Regions from separate parts of the Gossypium hirsutum genome. Here region 2 is linked to region 1. A link is a contact called in public Hi-C data. All regions are on one chromosome and are shown on one strand. The core of a region is the stretch at or near the end of the contact, and the rest is flanking DNA. Distances in the headings are between cores, read along the strand shown. Region 1 holds the start of LOC107914485 (ammonium transporter 3 member 1). Region 2 holds the start of LOC107914491 (actin-related protein 2/3 complex subunit 1A).

Region 1 (2,790 bases), core at 105-2,604:
AGTTCAGATGTAGGATACCTATCTAGAAGTTTTCGCAACTCAATCATGTATAATGAAATCATCAAAGATTTGACCTTTTCGAACTTTGTTTGTAACTTACTATAGGCTCGGGAAACAAAGAGAAGATGTGTACGAACGAGATATCCAGGAACAAAAAGAAGGAAAAGGATTGAATAGAGAAACTCCTGAAGATTTGGCGATCTTAGATGCGTCAATATCAATGGTGACTCATTATTTCGACGAATCATTTCTTTGGACATAAGAAAATTATGTAAACACTTACTCGAAATCTCACTTATCAGATTCCATTGTGGAAGACACAATTTTTTCTGAAGAATTTGCCATGATATATCTGATCCATGCATAATATCATGAAAAATGGATACAAATTTTTTACTACTACTATCGCAATAGGTCTGAAAAAGCATCTAAAAATATCAAATTTAGATATTTGTACCCTATCGAAGTAAGGAACTATGACATATATGTTTGGAATAGATTCCGTTTTGAGAGAGTTGAAAAAGCACTATCTCGTTGAAAGGTTCTATTATCCACCTTTTCTCAATGCATTTCTTTAAACAAAGACTCCGTTTTTTCTGCTTTTCAAATGGTAAATATTTCTTAGAACATGGAGTGTGAATCAAACCCATGTTTGAATTGAAATTGAGATACCGATCCAAGTTCTTCTCTTTTGAATCAGATGGATTCATATTTGAAAGAGGTTGAAAATAAGTTCTTTCAAAATTTGACTATTTGTCCCTCTGTTAGAGGTGTTTTAGAAATGTCTGGAACCGAGTAAACAGCTCTACGAACTAATGGATCGGATCGAATTGCAAATTGGAAAGATTTGTACAAGTTATACCTTTCGTCACCACTTTGTGGAAAATCATTAGATATGAATATGTTAGATACCTGAGACTTGATTGGTGAAGGTGAAATAGTATCTCTCCCCAAAAAAGTATGTTTTTTTTACCATCGCACAAAGAAAATATTTTGTTGTGAATGAATAAGATATTGAGGAATTATTCATTCGTAAAATTATAATTATTGATACGGGCATTTTCCACATAAAAAGGGAATATTTTGTTACAATAAAAGCAGAAGTGATGTGGATTATTCAAGAATCGAAGTCGATTTGCTTTATAAAAAGAATATATCAATGAACTTTTATGAAATGGTTTCACGGGATTTAAACATTTGTCTTGATCGTGGGATATCATTGAGAAATAGGAATCCATGTTATCAAAAGATTTCCTGGGATTATTTCTAGTATGGAATGAGTCACTCATTTGATATTGTTTCTCCATTGATCAAAAATTTCAGTTTTTGAGAAGTATTATGATCATCCAATAAGAAAGGTTTCAATTTTTCAAATGAATGATTTGAAAACCTATTGATTCTAACAACTGATTGCAAAGTTGATCATTCGGACCTTTCAATTCATAGATGTGGATCTCAGAGCTATGAATAGGGATATTCTCGAAACTCACAAAGAAAAAAGGAAGTGAGTTAGACAAAAAAGAAACAACTTGGACAAAAAGAGAAGTAACTTGGACAAAAAGAAACGAAGTAACTTCGACAAATCTTTTTTGTCAATAACCTCAGACCAATCAATCGAATATGGATTAATACGTAATCGATCCAACACTACTTGAAAACGGCTCTTCTGCTCAGAAACGAAATGTTCCAAATGCTCCTGAAAATTCTTGCTCCCCGTTGGACCATTTGTATCTATATGCATTAGGATCCCGATTCATGGATCTCTCGGTCTGAAAAATCAAAATAAGAGGATCAAACCGATTTTTATGAAAATACTTGGATTCTTACAATAAACATCATTTTATCTTATTAATTTTTAGAATTAATTTTTGTTTATTTTTGGTAAAAAGAAAAAAACATGATTTTATTATCTGGGTTTTTATAGAACCAATTTATTGGCCTTCCTTTTCATCTATTGACTCAAAGCCCGCTTTCTTCATTTCCACCAAATCCCTAATTTCTTCTGAATTCAATGGCTTCCAATTTTCTTCCATTTTCCCTCTTTTTTCAAGTCTGTTTCCAATTTCATGACAGAAAAAAAAAACCCAAGTTATTTTTGAAAATAAGAATTTAGCCGTAAAAGATGAAAGAGATTGGTGGATGTAATAAGACAAAACTGCCGTTCTCCTAGATTAATCTTCAATATATAATCACCTTACGCAACCTGCTCATGCCTTCCTATAATGACACTGTATTTAATCCAAAAAAGGCCTTTCTTAATGCTTCATAATATAGTATAATAATGATAACATCCTTTTCCTTCGATCAGCTTATTATATACTACAATCCAAGCTATTGTTGGAACTTGGAACGTTGAACTAGCCTGCATTTTTTTTTTGGCTAACAAGCATGGCCGCTCTTCCTCCCAACCCAGTGCCAGTGGCCTACCAAGGAGGCACACCAGCAGTCCCAGTTTGGCTAAACAAAGGAGATAACGCATGGCAGATGATATCCGCCACGCTGGTCGGCCTCCAAAGTGTGCCAGGCTTGGTCATCCTCTATGGTAGCATTGTCAAGAAAAAATGGGCAGTGAATTCAGCTTTCATGGCCCTCTATGCTTTTGCTGCCGTAGTTCTATGCTGGGTGATTTGGGGGTACAAGATGTCCTTTGGGCATAAGCTTTTGCCATTTTGGGGCAAAGCAGGGCCTGCCTTGGGCCAAAAGTATCTAGTAAACCAAGCACTTCTTCCCGCGACGACCCAGTTCTACGATGACGGACGGGTGGAGACAGCTATGGTGACTCCATTTTAT
Region 2 (2,790 bases), core at 155-2,654, 260 kb after region 1:
GAATCTCATCATGGGCTTTTTTTTTCTTGAACTAATCTCATCATAGGCTGCTACTCTTTGTTCTCGCCTTTTAAATTTTAGCTTTCTCACAACTACTGTAATCCCTATCACACAATTCAGAACCTAATCTAATAAATCTCCCGGTTGCTTTAGAATTCCCAACTTTGGTTTATATGCACAGAGCTTTCCGGTTCAGTTAAAGACAAAAGTGGTAAAAAGGCAGACTGATATCATACCATAGGTTGAAACCCAAAAATTCATCAGACCTCCATGCTGTGGCAGTGCTTCTATTTACTTACAAAGAAAGGCTAAGATTTCAGACAAGAAGCCAACGTGTCATCTCATATTTTCCTTTTCAAGAAACATTTTTATTCTTAGTTAAAGAGAGGCTTCAACCTAGGTTCTAGACTTCTAGTCATATCCAATTTGCAAATTGATGTGTTCCAAAAGTACCACATAACATGACTCCAAAATGAAACTTCAAATAACTATTGGAGATGAGTTAACACATACAGCATAGATAATTGGACTAAAACATAACTTGGTGGTTTATAGGGGAAATTTTTTGATAAAGTACCTTCTGAAGAACATGAACTTTCTCCCACTTGTCATTCACCAATTTATAAATGTGAACCTCATTATTATTTGGGCAAAATGCTACCACTGCAGGCAAGAGAAAGTGAATTAAATATGTAGAAAACACAGAAAACAATATCTCATGCAATTTAAAATAAAAAGAACCAAATCATTAGTTCTAAAATTCTCAAAACAAAAAAAAAATTAGCTCTAAAAACACGCATCATTTTAATTAAACATGTATCATTAGTTCTAAATCCAGCATATCACCAAAAAATGGATCAATTTAGAATGAGAAAGTAACGTAAAGAAAGAGTAAATTGACCATTAATTTCATTTTCTTCTTCAATTTTACATTTCTTAGACAAATATCACATCACAATATCATTTAACTCAAATATATACATTCTTTTATTTCCTACATTTTCACAGCAACCAACCGAAACATAAAGATGAAGAGAGGAAATGGAATTTCGACAGAAACAAATTAAAAGAATGAATGAAGTTACTGGAGTGATCGGGACTCCAAGCATGGCAAGTGATGCACTGAGCGAACTGGTGAACGGCGACGGCCGCCATTTTTAAGCTGATGAATTTGATATATTGAGCTCCAAATGAGATGGAGAGAGATCTCTGGAGAAGAGAAAGAACTGTGAAGCGATCTCAGCTTCGGTTTAAAGTCTCTGTTAACAAACGGAAAGCTTGAAAGACTAGACTAGATACCAAATACCAATAGAGGTGCGATTGGACAAGTTCTCACCCGTCGACTTTGGGGATTTTTAGATTTCTTTTTTTCTTTTCAGCAGGTTGAATTATGGGTTAAACATTCATTTAGCCCTCATAATCTCCACTTCTCTTTTTTTTTTCTCCATTACCTCATTTCATTTTTGGATAAACTACACAATTGGTCACCTAACTTTCATAAATTTTCATTTTAGGCACAAAAATTAAAAAGTTTGCAATATGGGCATTGCCATTACATATTTTTATCATTGTAGTCACTTTCATTACATACTTTTATCATTTTAGCCACTTGCCATTAATTTACCATTGCATACACTCATTTTAATCACTCAACTTTAGTAAATTTTCATTTTAATCACTTATTTTCTTTTTAAAATTATTTTTTTCAAAGGAAATATAGGCTTTACAAGAAATTAAGTTATTACGCTATGAGATGAAACCCAAGCTTTTCACTAGTAACTTAATTCCATGTAAAAACTCATATTTTTCCTATAAAAATTTAAGTAATTCCTTGTAAGCCCCCTAAGTTTTTCCTTTACTGAAAAAAATTAAAATTAATTAAAAAAATGGAAATTAAAAGATAAAATGTAATTTCCTATAAATAACAAAATAATTTCCTATAAAACCTTGGTTTTCCCTTTTACTAGAAAAAAAATTCTAAAAAGGGAAAAATAAAATGGAAATGAAAAGATAAATTGGTTTTCTTGTAAAAACTAAGTTTATCCTATAAAAACAAAGGTAATCCCCCTATAAACCCCATATTTTTCCTTCCCTCTCACTAAGAAATAAATTGAAATTAATTCTAAAAAGGAAAAAAAACAAAGAAAATTAAAAATATAAAAAATTATTTTTCTAACCCAAATTTTCCACTATAAAAACCAGGTTTTTCCCCTTTCTAAAAAAACTAAAATTGATTCTTAAAAATGAAATAATAAAGAAAATTATAAAGATAAAATGAGTGACCAAGATGAAAACGTACTAAAGTTGGGTGATTAAAATGATAAAAGTACGTAACGGCGGTGACTAAAATGATAATTGTATGTAACGATAGTGCCCATATTACAAACTTTTTATTTTCGATACCTAAATTGAAAATTTACGAAAGTTGGGTGATTGATAAGGGATAATTATGTATATACAATTATTGTCCTCTCATGCTTGTTTTAGCTTACTTTTGAGTGAAATTGAATCGTTTTAGGGTCAAATCATGTTTTAGGTCATTAATGGATATGTTTGTGTTTTGTGTCACTTTTAGCATTTTGATGTTATTTTAGAGTTTTGGTAATATGCGATGCATAAAGTGTGTTTTTGATAATGTGTTGATGAGTGGAAGACTAAGGACATAAAGGTTTGAAGGCTTGACAAACAGAAAGTCACGCCCCAGCATTGAGTTGCTTGACGTCGCGATGTGGGGAACTGGGATGGCATAAGGTGACCAAGGTTGAGGTAGTGACATTAAAAGATTGGAGG

The links. A called contact is a pair of places that touch in the nucleus more often than the background predicts.
Region 2: a contact with region 1 is called in a Hi-C map of leaf, with 2.3 times the contacts expected there. The contact joins the promoter of LOC107914491 here to the promoter of LOC107914485 in region 1. A contact is called at or near these places in 4 of 34 Hi-C or Micro-C datasets (hypocotyl and leaf).

Annotation. Positions count from the first base shown.
Region 1 is chrD10:17,846,774-17,849,563 of Gossypium_hirsutum_v2.1, forward strand. LOC107914485 (ammonium transporter 3 member 1) reads left to right here and starts at 1,355. Exons shown (of 3, transcript XM_016843409.2): 1 at 1,355-2,790. The coding sequence starts at 2,389.
Region 2 is chrD10:18,107,152-18,109,941 of Gossypium_hirsutum_v2.1, forward strand. It overlaps LOC107914491 (actin-related protein 2/3 complex subunit 1A), which reads right to left and starts at 1,405. Exons shown (of 15, transcript XM_016843418.2): 1 at 1,086-1,405; 2 at 578-663. The coding sequence starts at 1,155.